3 separate regions of the Mus musculus genome follow, and regions 2 and 3 are each linked to region 1. The links are chromatin contacts, called in public HiChIP or PLAC-seq and Micro-C maps. All regions are on one chromosome and are shown on one strand. Each heading gives the region's core, a stretch centred on a gene start, on an enhancer-like site or on the middle of the called end of the contact. The rest is flanking DNA. Distances are from core to core; before and after follow the strand shown. Region 1 holds the start of Stxbp5 (syntaxin binding protein 5 (tomosyn)). Region 2 has its middle 20 kb from the start of Fbxo30. Region 3 holds the start of Ust (uronyl-2-sulfotransferase).

The links. Hi-C and Micro-C count contacts between places; a contact is called where the count stands out from the background. HiChIP or PLAC-seq counts read pairs in DNA pulled down with a chosen protein or histone mark.
Region 2: an H3K27ac HiChIP or PLAC-seq map of acute myeloid leukemia shows a contact between it and region 1, with 12 times the contacts expected there. The contact joins the enhancer-like site here to the promoter of Stxbp5 in region 1. A contact is called at or near these places in 2 of 39 promoter capture datasets (liver and stem cell-derived epiblast-like cells) and 1 of 115 datasets of contacts at active chromatin or transcription factors (acute myeloid leukemia).
Region 3: a Micro-C map of embryonic stem cells shows a contact between it and region 1, with 6 times the contacts expected there. The contact joins the promoter of Ust here to the promoter of Stxbp5 in region 1. A contact is called at or near these places in 1 of 484 Hi-C or Micro-C datasets (embryonic stem cells) and 1 of 115 datasets of contacts at active chromatin or transcription factors (astrocytes).

Annotation. Positions count from the first base shown.
Region 1 is chr10:9,899,000-9,903,301 of GRCm38.p6, reverse strand. Stxbp5 (syntaxin binding protein 5 (tomosyn)) reads left to right here and starts at 2,262. Exons shown (of 26, transcript NM_001081344.2): 1 at 2,262-2,771; 2 at 4,048-4,145. The coding sequence starts at 2,619. It overlaps Gm46210 (a long non-coding RNA gene), which reads right to left and starts at 1,989. Exons shown (of 3, transcript XR_001779713.1): 1 at 1,805-1,989.
Region 2 is chr10:11,258,626-11,263,053 of GRCm38.p6, reverse strand. No RefSeq gene overlaps it. Among named protein-coding and RNA genes, the nearest start is that of Fbxo30, 20 kb to the left of the region's middle. Within about 2 kb of position 2,708, at least 7 of the 459 cell types and tissues checked have an H3K27ac peak or open chromatin away from gene starts, as enhancers often do. A contact at or near this core is called in acute myeloid leukemia, where this site is marked.
Region 3 is chr10:8,517,102-8,521,037 of GRCm38.p6, reverse strand. Ust (uronyl-2-sulfotransferase) reads left to right here and starts at 2,213. Exons shown (of 8, transcript NM_177387.3): 1 at 2,213-2,888. The coding sequence starts at 2,639.

The DNA.
Region 1 (4,302 bases), core at 1,013-3,512:
AAAGCCAATATCTATTCATCTTCAATTCTAGGGCTCTTCTAGATTGATTTCGTGGGCACGGCAGGATGAATTAATAATCTGATGAGATAGATAAGATGAAAATCAAAGCAGTAACTCTACAGCAGAATATTAGGGGCCTGGCTTAACTTGGTGGCCCCTTTAAGTTCCTTTTGGTCTCAAAGCTCCTGATAGACCAAGACATTGAGATTTTTGAAAAGGGTCATTAGGCAAGGCAATGGAATACCAACACTTGTGTTCATTCTATCCTCTCCCTCTAGTTAGGTAATAAATCTCATTTCTACACATGAAGCATCTCACACGATGAATCTGTTTCTGGTGCCCATGTTTGCATAGATAGACAGGGCAGGGACTCCAACCCCTGTCAGGCACAGTGAAGCCTTGTACTTCATCGCAAGGCCTCTGGACAGAAAATTGTAATTTCCCTAGAGTTTTTAAATGAGTGATGATGATTTACTCAATAAATTTAGTTGATACCTCAGTGGAAAAACATATCATAGAATTCAGGGATGTTATTTACCGGTTCTGTAGTTTGCTCTGTGGAGTCACTCGGATTTTTAAGAATGCTACCTACGTAGTTCAATTTTTAAAAGTCCCCTTCTACACCCTTGGGAAGATCTTTTCCTCTTGAATCTCTGGATCACTGCCTGCTTATTCAGCTTTAGATGGCTATCCTCATTTCCAGCCCTTCTCTGGCTAATTCAATGTCCGTCATCAGACCCCCACCATTGAACTCATACGATTTTACATTTGGTTATGCGAGGTCGTTCCCTTGACACAGCAACCCATGTATTGAAGACAAGTATTGCGTTTTTAAGTTCTCTGTGCCCAATACAACGTGTTAAACTAGACAAAATGTATTTCAGGGAATTAAATAAACCAAAGGCTTAGAGGCAAATAGTTTAGGAACTTACAAATAGTTTAGGAAAGACTTTAAGTTTAGTTTATTACGTCATCCCCCTTTCGTGAATTAACTTCCTACTTCAACAAGTTTTAAACCGTAGAGCAAAGTTTTAAAAAGTTCCAACTGAAAGGCTTCTTCTTGGTGGACAGAACTTTTAGAGAACTACACTTCCCGAAATGCCCTGTGCGCCAAGCCTAATTGGTTTGTTTACTATTCTTGAAGGCTAGCTCCGTCTGCCCATAGGCCAATACTGTGAGGAGACTGTCCTGAACGAGAGAATGTAGCCAATAACGAAGCAAAGGGAGGTGCTTCTGATTTTGGTGCGGAACTAACAAATCCTAGTAGCATTGCTGTTCCCACCCCACCCTCGCGCCCCGGTAGGGGCGGGGTCTTTCTAAACCTAAGATTGGCTTCTTGCTGTACAACCCCCCCCCCCGCCCCCGGCTATAGAAGGTCTTCCAAGGATTCCCCCCTTCTGATTATCCAGCCCTATCACCTTTGCTTATAGAATGCACTGGCCAGAAGGATTGCTCTCTCCGCCCTCAGCACCAATTTCTCTCCACTGATGGAAACTTGAACCACTCATCTGTCTCTTAGCACTCTGGGAGACATGCAGGAACATTGGCGGTCAGATCTGAGAAAAAACTTCACCTCCTTCTCCCGCCGGATGATCTCAGAGAGACTCCAGGGGGCTGTCGATTGGTTAATTAAACTGGCAGGTAGACGGGACTTTGTAACAAGGAGTGGCGGGGAGTGCTGTCTGCCACCCACCCTGCCTGCCAAATGGATTCAGGATGATGGGTGACCAAGGTGAGATCGCTGGAGTTCTTCCCCTTAGGGGGCCGACCCCAGTCTTTCCTCCACCCGCCAGCCTCGTTTTACCTCCAGCAACACCTTCATGAAGGAGGCTGGGCTTCTCTCCCTTTGGGTGTCTCTTAGTTGTCATCTTGCCACTGACTTAATCGTTGCCTGGATGTTCCATTGCGAGCCCAGATACAAGCAAACCCGAAACCACACTGCGGGAGCTGTGAGTGACAGGGCTGGAGGCGCGGGCCACTGAGCCCGCGGGTCCGCCAGCTGCTGCCCCTGGTCCTCGGCGGAGGATGATTTAAGCCGCCGGCCGGGGGCGGGGGCGGCGGCGCGCATGCGCACCGGGCAGCTCGCTCCGCGGAGGCCCAGCTGCCGCCACCGCCGCGGCCGGCGCTGGAACCGCGGCTCGCCGCCTGCTCTACCGAGCGTTGAGGGCCAGGGTCCGAGGCTCACGGGAGGCGACAGCGAGCATCCGGGGAGAGAGCGACAGGCGGCGCGGAGACCGGCCCCGGGTGCCCGGGCCATGCGGGCCGGGCGGCTGCGCTGAACGGAGGCCGAGCCCGGGACCTGCCGGGGGACTGCCGGGCTGCGGGCCATGGATGCGGCGGCAGCGGCGCGGGACGGCGGGAGCCCGGCCGCGACCAGGTGAGGAGGCGGCGTCCGGCGCCACTGCAGCCGCGGCGGCCTCGGAGGAAGAAGGCTCGCCGCCGCGCGCCCGCCCGCCCGTCGTCGCAGCCCTTCCTGTTGGGATTATCTTCTGCTCCCCGCTGCTCCTTCGCTCCCCGCGGTCGAAGCCGCCGCTCGGCTTCAGCGGCTCGGACTCCTTCGCAGCCGGTGCCTCCTCCCCTACCTGGGCCTCGCAGCGGGGAGACCCTTGGGCGAGACCATGAGGAAATTCAACATCAGGAAGGTGCTGGACGGCCTGACCGCAGGCTCGTCCTCGGCCTCGCAACAGCAGCAACAGCAGCAGCACCCGCCTGGGAACCGGGAGCCGGAGATCCAGGAGACGCTCCAGTCCGAACACTTCCAACTCTGCAAGGTGAAGGGAGCGGGGAGCGCGCAGCCCGGCCAAGCTGTCGTGGGAAGATTGGGGTCGTTTGAGGGGGCCGCTGGGCAGCACCTGGGAGCGCGAGGGCAGAGCGCGCCAATGGAGCTCAGCGCTCCAAGAAGGCGCCCCCCACCCTTGACAGACGTGCCTTGCTGGGGGATTTGGACAGAGATCCCCTACTTCTTATAAGTCGGTGTCTTTTTCCCTTTCATAAAAAGCAATCATTTCAAGGCAACCCAACCCTTGCCTTTAATCCCCATCTAGATGCTAGTAACAGTGGCCTAGAAATACTTTTTATATTCGCGCATATTTTATTATCTTCCACTGACGTCGAAATTTTCCAGCAGTGTGTGATGAACGTCGTCTGTGGGCAAGGCAAACCTGTTCAACCAGGTTTTTTATTTTTTATTATTATTTTTTTTCGCATCACTTTTTCCTTAGAATGCGTGCGAGCGGCTCACCACCTGAAGTCACAGGATTCTTTTTAGCCTGTTTGGTTAAAAACTTAGCGCGGAGGGTTTTGTCAGTGAATTGGCACGATGATTGCCACAAGGTCTTGTATGTAATTCAGAAAGAATGATGCAGCGGATTAATTCCCAGCTGCTAGGTGAGAAAGGCATATGAGCCTCCCTATCCAGAATCGCCTGCTTCCTAGATAGCCATTAGGTCCTTCCTACAGCGGTGATTTAAAAGCCTACGTACAATTCGGTTCTTATGTCCTAAAATTATTCCGGACGTAATACAAAATTACAAGATTATTTTTCGCACCCATTTTCATCGTTAGAATTGCAAATGCTGGTTCTTTAACTAAATCCTTCTATTAGTTTCATGACAACTTTTCTTTAGAAATCCCTCCCTAAATTTAGCATTCAAATAAAACCGCGTTTGGGTGATTTCTCTTAAGATGCAATACGAATCACACTTCAGAATGATTTTACAGAATTTTGGACCACTACGAACTTGAGTAACGTGGCGTCAAACAGAATAGTATACGCTATTCATAGAAAATTGCCCTCTGTGAAGTTACTAGCATTGTAGCAAGGCAGGAGTTTAAATGATTTGTGCTTCTGTGCTTGTTCCTTAAGATAGAGTCCACCCTCCCCCCTACCCCCACCCCCATCCCGAACTCCCCCTTAAAGTGCTAAGTCTGTGTGTGTGCTTTGATCCAGTATAGTTGGGCCCAACTCTAACTCACTGTGGGCTGTTCTGTTTTCGGATTTTGCCTGCTGTCTCGGTGGGTTCCTGTGATGTCACTGCCCATCCCCAGACTGTTCGCCATGGATTCCCCTATCAGCCCTCAGCCCTGGCCTTTGATCCCGTTCAGAAGATCCTGGCGGTAGGAACTCAGACTGGTGCTTTAAGGCTGTATCCTTTCTTAAAAAAAAAAAAATCTGTTCGCTTGCTTCTTTTTCCCCAGTCTGCCTGTATTGCTCATTAACCCTATTTTTCCTCTTTAATCTAGAGAATGAAGTAGTAAGATCTGTGCTATAAGAAATTATGTGGTGCAGGCTTTGCCTTAGTG
Region 2 (4,428 bases), core at 1,459-3,958, 1.4 Mb before region 1:
TTACTTAGATATGCATGAAACAATTTTATCATCATATTGTAGCAAACTAAATTTGTTACATTAATTATTAGTTCCTCTTGAAAGTGGTTAACTATTTCAAAATTCAGTGTATTATGTCACCTTGTTCACTGATACTGATATGTACATGAAAAATAGCTTCTTTTGATGGAGTTTGGGTGTTTGCTACATCTACTCCAGTAGTGGCTCAAGTGAATGGCCTAGAAACCTGGAGGCAGTCCTGAGGCGAAGAAGAGTTTCACAGAAACTTAGCCTCCTGAAACCTTGGCATTCTCATAGCACATATATTCCAAGCCTGTCCCCACGTTAGTCTGGTGTATGGATCTGTGTGCTCTCAGTATTGTTTTATTATAAGTGCCTTTAAGGATTGATTTTGACATATAGCTAAGTTAGATTAAGCCTCCACCAATGTTCCAATGTCCCAGGAAGTCCTTGAGCCGACCCTGAGCTTGGAATGCAGTAAGAATGTTACCTATTCAGTAACATTCAAATTTACCCTAGTAGAGACAGTGAAAATAATCAGGCATTACAAAGAACAGAGCTAGAAAAGCTCAGGGCTAGTCTACATAGTAATTACTTAGAACAATAGCCGAGTCACACCTATACACAATGGCCTAGGAAATAGGTGGGTTGTGGTTTCATGAAAAGGTTAGTAGAACAGAATTCCCCTGGTGCAGGTTTTTCACTAGGCCCACAGGAATAGCATAACCAGGTATTTACTAAAGGACCCCTGGTGGTGGGTTTAACAATAGACTAGCAATGCATCAGAGCATTCACCTGGCTGATCTTAATTAAGGGTTGTTCCTATTCTCAGTTGTAAACATGGCCTGGCTCCTGCTATCTTTTTATGTATGCATTTTCTTTGTTTTGTGTAAAGAACCAGTGTACCTTGGCAGATGTATTCGCCTAGCTTTCTTGTTTTTCTTCTGTATTATAAGACTGATGCTCGCTTTGAGAAAATACATCCAGATACATACTCTTTCTATGTCAGTGTCTGTCACCCATCAGTGCCAACTCCTTGCTTGCCTGTAACCGGAAAACCGGGTTTTCCTGTGGATCGAGGACCTGACTGAGGTCCATCTGCAGCAGGTGTTCCTGTGTATTTTGGGAAATATTTTTCTGTTGATACAGACATTCAGGTACATTGCCTTGTAATTTTTATATCAACTGAAATTATTGATAGTTTTTTAATATGGAAATATTGAGTGTTTTTTGGCCATTATATTTTAAGGATGGAAATTCTTTCACTCATTTCTACAAGGGAGTAGAGTAGTTTCCTGGAAGTGTATCACACTTTGCATTTCACATAGTATCCTATCCCTAGCACTTCTCTACAAGAATCATATAATTATTTCCTTAGTTGGCAAAGTAGCTAGTTGCTAACCAGTGAGTACATTCTTAACTTCTGTGTCATTTAAATATGCCATTAAGCTTGTCTGATGACTAGCTTTCTGCTGTCCTATGCATCATCCTGTGGAATTCACATCCCTGTGATGTGATATGAAATATATTCTATGGAGTATAGCAACTTCTATGAAATATGAAATATGTTACCCTTTTTCTTCTGATGCTAGTTTAAATAGAATTATTTGAGACTGGTTTGTTTTTATTTTTATGGCTACCATAAATTGTGTTAGCCAACAGATTACCCACATTTCAGTGTCACAGAGAAAAATTACAATACAAACTGTGATGTGATCTTGCAGTTTCCATTTAGCTCATTTCTACGTTTAGTTTTTACCATGTGTTTTGTTTCTCTGCTTTTTTACGAGGTAATCTGTAGTTAATGTCCGTTGGTGATTTTCTGGTAGCTTGTTGGTATGTTTTATAAATCCCTTTAATTATCTTAAATGTCTCTTTCAATCAGATGTTAATAAATACATACTTTAATTAGTCAATGTGGTGATTTAAATATGCTTGGCCCAGGGAATGGCACTATTAGGAGGTGTGGCCTTGTTGGAGTAGGTGTGGCTTTGTTGGAGGAAGAATGTCACTGTGGGGATAGGCTTTGAAACCCTCCTCCTACCTGACTAGAGATAGTCATCTCCTGTTTGCCATTGGAAAAAAAGATATAGAACTCTTAGCTTCTCTAGTGCTATGCCTTCCTGGACACTGCCATGCTTCCCACCAAGATGATAATGGACTGAATCTCAGAATCAGTAAGCCAGTTCCAATTGAATGTCCTTTATAAGAGTTGCCTTGGTCATGGTGTCTCTTTACAGCAATGGAAACACTAAGATAGTCAATTAGCAAAATGTTCAATTCACTGTGTATAGACTTTAACTGTTGTCATTTCTGCTTTGAAAAGACACTGAACCAAAACAGTATTATGGAGAATTAGTTACTGGTTGTTCTTTCAACCACTTCTTTCTTTATTCTGAAGAAGGAAATTTCTTTTTATGGAGCCTGTTCCTTTATCAATGTATTGTCTATCTCTGAAAAACATGAAGTACTGCAGGGATGAGGAACCAAATCAAGCTGTTCTGATCACTGCCCTGGAGGGATTGCTTGAGTTGTTCCTTGATGTGACAAGGGCCTAGTACAGGGCAGTCCTCCTATGATGGAACTGAGAACTGCCAGTGATAATATTTCTGCCACATGGAAAGAGCCTGGCCCAGGGAAAGAAAAATATGGCCCAGAGCAGAGACAGCAAAGAAGGAAGAAAAAAAAATGAGAAAGAGACCTGGCATTACACAAGTTCCTGAGGATAACTTTATGCAATACTTTGCCTGCCTGTGTTTTGACTCTGCTCAGTCACATGAAATAAGTTATGAAAATTTCTACTTATAGAATTATGTCACACTGGAAAGTTTCAAGTTTGGAGCATTTTGGTGTTGGAAGTTAGAGACATTCAGACCAAAGAAAGCCACACAGCATCCCTAGTTCTCTCAACCTTTTGCTTGTGGTTCAAAAAGTGAACTTTCACCTTCTGCTCCTGCTTCCATGCCTTCACTCTGTTGTCATGTGTAATGACAATTTTGGAATCTTGATTTCTTTAAAAAAGTATTATGGGCTGGTGAGATGGCTCAGTGGGTAGGAGCACCCGACTGCTCTTCCGAAGGTTCAGAGTTCAAATCCTAGCAACCACATGGTGGCTCACAACCATCCGTAACAAGATCTGACTCCCTCTTCTGGAGTATCTGAAGACAGCTACAGTGTACTTACATATAATAATAAATAAATCTTAAAAAAATAAAAAAGATTTAAAATAAAAAATAAATAAAATAAAAAAGTATTATAAGAATATATTTTCATTTTAAGTCCAGATGTGGGATATAGGACTGCTTCAGATTATCCACAAAAGCTGACTGTGATTTGACCAGTGCTCAGGTGGAGGGTACAATTTTGCCAGCTGCAGATAATTCCTGCAGTTGTATGATATTTGGAATTCTGGGGACTTTTCAAAGGGTATATAAATGTGAGGGCCCTGAGAGGTGGCAGTGGTGAGGTAGGTATTCAAATTTATGAGGCATATGAGGACATCTCATCTCATCACCACAATGTTTGTATCAAATAAACAGAAATCCCCTGAGTGTGTGGAGTGAAAAAAAAAAATAACCATAATTTCAGGCCTAGCAGCTTCAGATCTTCTTGGTATAACTAGACCAAGTTCCTCCATCTCTCCCATTGCTAGCATAGGTATCTTGTAAAATCAGTAGCATCCACTTCACAGTGCTTCTGTAGAAAGTATGTGTAAAGCCCTGAGGCAGGGGTCTGAGAGTCTCTAACTTCCAACGCCAAAATGCTCCACACTTAAAACTTTCCAGTGTGACATGATTCCATGAGTGGAAAATTTCACACCTTCATATGATTAAGCAGAGTCAAAACACAGGCAGGCTAAGAGTATTGCATTAAGTTATCCTCAGGCTGTACTTGATAACACACAATATAGTCCCAGCACTTGGGATACAAAGGCAGGAAAAATGTAAGAAATTAAAGGAACTTGGTTTATGTAGCAATTTCAACCCCCAATCAGGGCTACATAGCAAGATGGTCTCTGAAAAACAAAAAATCAAACAAATAGCCCAGGCCATTTATAGAGGGTATAGATGAAAGTCATCATGTTTAAATTTGGGGTTAATTCTCAAGATATCTTAATGCATATGTGTAAATATTCCAAGATGTGAAAAATAATAATAAATACAAACACTTGTGGGCTTAAATAAGGAGAACCCAACATATCCTAAGTAGGAGCCATTGTTACTATGTGGCTCCCTATAAAAGACCATTACAAAATCAGAAAATTGCTTTTAGCTTTTGTTCAGAATCCATATTTCCCCCCAAAATATACATAACATGAGCTGTATCTGTGTCTTTTGTATAGCCATTGATTATTTCATCACCCTTAAAACAATACCCTTACAATATGTTCTTTGTGATTTGTTCAAGAGGAAGAATAAAAAAGATATT
Region 3 (3,936 bases), core at 964-3,463, 1.4 Mb after region 1:
CTTGGTGTCCCAAACAGCACTCCTAGACCTTAGACAGTGGCCAGGAGAATGCAGGGCAGGGCAGTTTGTGCCCGTGCAGGAGTGACTCTGAGAGTGTAGCTGTGTGTGGTGCTGCCCACCTCATAACTCTCGGCTTGTGTCGTCTTCACCTATGGTCGAACTTGTGGACGAGGAAGTTCATATTCAGGTGGTGGGTAAGCCACGTTTGCTCAGTTTGAGCTCCTGTTGCTGTGAGAAATAACTTGACCACAGGCAACTTTAGGGAGGGAGGGGTTAGTCGGCTTATAATTCAAAATCACATTTCCTCATTGAAGGAGCTCAAGAGAGGAACTTGAAGACAGGGCTATTTGCTATTCCATATGGTACTAACCCTGACCACTGACCTCACTTCCTAGCCAAAGAAGTGTGACTGGACCTATGGAGAATTTTGTTTGCTGGCTCATGCTCTTTTAGACGGTCCAGAACCATCTGCCTAGGGAGTCGTGTGCTTCACAGTGGGCTGGGCCCTCCCACATTAAATAACAACGGGGCAGTCCTCCACAGGTATTCCCATAGGCTGATCCAGTGTAGGCAAGTCTTTAATTGACATTCTATCCCGTGATTCTAGGTTGTGACATGTGACTTTTAAAACTAACCATCATGCATTCTGTCCTCTAATTGTGAATTCTTGCTCCCAGGATCCCATTTCTCAATTTTCTGTGGAATAATCTCTGGATGGATAATGTTTTAAAAGTTTTCAGGAGAACAGTCGTGGAGCTATGAGGCTCTTAACTGCCCCACATCTCCTGATTACTGGACTATTTAGAATGATTTGGGGATCAGAGTTGAGAGGCATCGGAATTGTGTGGCCTGAGCTAAATGCTGTTTTCTAATCCCAGGGAAACCATGAAGAAATCTGCCCAGTGTCATGCTGCAGTGGTTAATATATCTGTCTTGTTCACAGTCCTACCTACCTGCTTATGTCACTAAATGTCACTTCTGTTTCCAACTTAACTCAGCTTGGAAAAGAAAAACATTATTGGAGAACTGTCTCCAACAGATTGTTTTTTTGCTCCTGTCTGGGGAGCATTTTCTTGATTGCTAATTGATGTAGGGGGGCCAGGCCACAGCAGGCAGAGAGCCGTTCCTAAGCAGGTGGCCCTGGACAGTACAAGAAAGACGGCGGAAGGTGAACCTAGAACCCGCGTAAGCACATTTCTCCAGTTTCTGCTCCAGTTCCTGTCTCTAGGTTCCTCCTGCCTCACCTTCCCTCCACAATGGACTGTAACTGGTAAGCCAAACAAATTCTTTTTTTCCTCCATGTTATTTTGGGTCATGATGTTTATCACAGCAACAGAAAAACAATCTAGGACACTGGAATCACAATGTAACTCTTAGGCCATATCACTTGTGTATCTGGTGATTTGTAAAAACAAAAACGATTAAGTGTGTTTGATAGAGCAGCCCTGTTCTCGGATAGGTCTCTGGGAAGCTCCGTGGGCTCTTTCAGTTCTAGAAACTTCCCAGCGGTGGGAAGAGAGATGGTGAAACAGGTCTGTGAAGGCACAGAGCCTTCTCCTTTTATATCTGCTGTAAGGTCTTCCTCCAGTCAGTGGAGTACCCTTGTTTTCAGTGGAGTGCTTGTAAGACGAGGGAGGGCAAGAAAAAAGCGCCCTCTGATTCTGAGCCAAGGGCGTGAGCTATGCCTGGCTCTGCCGAAACCACCCACCTCTTGCCTTTTACCGTCCCGGCTAGGTCTTGAACCCATATCCCAGCACATTTTATATCGGCTTTTGGTAGGTGGGTCGCTTGGGATATAGAAAGAGAATCAAGTTCCCCAAATGAAAAGACAAACGTAGTCAAATCCTCCAAGGCGACTGTTTACGAGAGGGAAGTCAGCGGGCCCCAAGAGGTCGCTGGTAGCGCAGGAACCGAGACCAGATTGTAGAGAATGGAGGAGGAAAAAAAAAAAATCCACGCACCCAAAAACTTTCTTCCTTGTTGCTGATCCTCGGCCCCCTCCTCCCTCCCTGCCCGCCCCAGCAGAAGCCGTAATGTGACACCGAGTCCAGCGTCGAGCCCAGGGTTGGAGAGGGAAGGGAGGGCCGGGGAGGGAGGAGAGCGGGCCGTCTCGCGCCAGAGAGAAAGGGGAGGGGAGGAGAGGCGAGGAGGGAGGGAAGCCCCTGTCAAGGAGGTGGAGCGAGAGGGTGGTGTCCGCCTCCCGATCCTCCCTGCCTTGAGCTAGCCGAGCCTGAACTGGGACCAAACACACCGCCCGCGACCCACACAAAGCCCGGGGGGTCCACGCTGGCGCTGGAGGCGAGCCGGGAGCGAGCCCGGGGCGCGGCGGGACTTGGGGCGCAGGGCTGCTACGGGACGCGGGGCTGCTAGCAGGACGCGCGACCAGGCGTGGGTTGCGATCGCCACCCCCACGGCGGGGCCCGGGACATTTTGGGCCCTTTGGGGCCGCAGCGAGCGGTGGGGACCAAGACGAGCAGAGTACCCTGAGCCCGGCAACTTCGGCCCCTCCCCGCCCCCACCCGGCTGCCCTCAGCGCGTCCCTCTCCATGTGCAGACAGCCGGCTAGGCGCTCCGGCTGGCGGCGGATGGGTGACCTCTTCCTGGCCGGGGCGGGCTGTTCGAGGCGGCGGAGCCGGCGATGAAGAAGAAGCAGCAGCAGCATCCCGGCGGCGGCACGGATCCCTGGCCCCATGGGGCCCCTGTGGGGGGCGCCCCTCCGTGCCTGGGCAGCTGCAAGCGCCGGATCCCGCTGCTGCCTTTCCTGCGCTTCTCCCTCCGGGACTACGGTTTCTGCATGGCTACCCTGCTGGTCTTCTGCCTGGGCTCCCTCTTCTACCAGCTCAGCGGGGGACCCCCTCGCTTCCTGCTCGACCTGCGGCAGTATTTGGGTAGGGAAGGGCTGCGCCAGCCCCGCAAAGTTGGGCACTCGGGGAAAGGGTGATAAGCGGGGAACATCTAAAGCTGTCACGGCCACCACGGTCCCCGAGGCTCCCCAGGTGGGATGCCACTGAGCATCCCTCAGTGAGGCAGCTGGGAGCGCCTGCTTCCTACAGTACTCTGGGCTGCCCGCAGCGACGGGGGACTCCGGGCAGGTGTCCCAAGCCCGGACACCACGTACCTGTCCCCGAATCGCCACTCCAACTGGGGCAGAATAGACATGTGCATGTTTGTGAATATTTGTGTGTATGCTGGCCTGGCGGTGCGTGCACAGTCCTCTCTAGGATGTGGTTAACAACTTACAATCCTGTCCCGTCTGGCTTTTCCCTTCTGAGTTGTGTGGGCTGGTTTAACCCCGCTTTCCAGTCACTTTTAGATATTCTATCCACTGGGTCCCCCGTTTGTGAGTTGGCCCAGGTGATTCCAGTCTTTCCCTAGGTTGGTTTGTTCCTTGGCAGCACCTGCGCACCCCGCGGACTGCAGCGAGAGTGCGGGAGAAATTGGGGCTGTTTCTAGGTGCCAGTCAACTGTGCCGCCTTCGAAATTCCGCCCCGTATGTGTCTTAAGTCAACTTTTTTTTTTTTCTTTTTGGTTCGTGGCTGAAAAAGGAAGAGGTTGGAACCCAAGAAAACAGATTTCAGTGAGGTATGACCTCGCTGCTCTCTCATCCATGATTCTGAGTGCCAAGGCTTGGCCAGCACTCGCTCAGGTCCCAGGGATGATGCTGGCTCCTGTGCCTTGGCTGAGGGAGGGTGTAAATTCCTTGACTTCTGTGGCCAGGAGAGGTCGTGCGGGGGTTGTCTCTGAGGTGGTTTGAGTGGAAGAACCTACCGTGGTCATCTGCAGGTCCAGAGTCAGTTCAGGTGGAGACTCCATCAAAGTGCTGGGACCAGAATGGGCTGCCCAAGACTCATACAGTTACCTCAAAGGTCCCTTCCCTTTTGGTTCGTGGCTGAAAAAGAAAGAGGTCTCACAGAAGTCTCAGGTCTAGTAACAGCA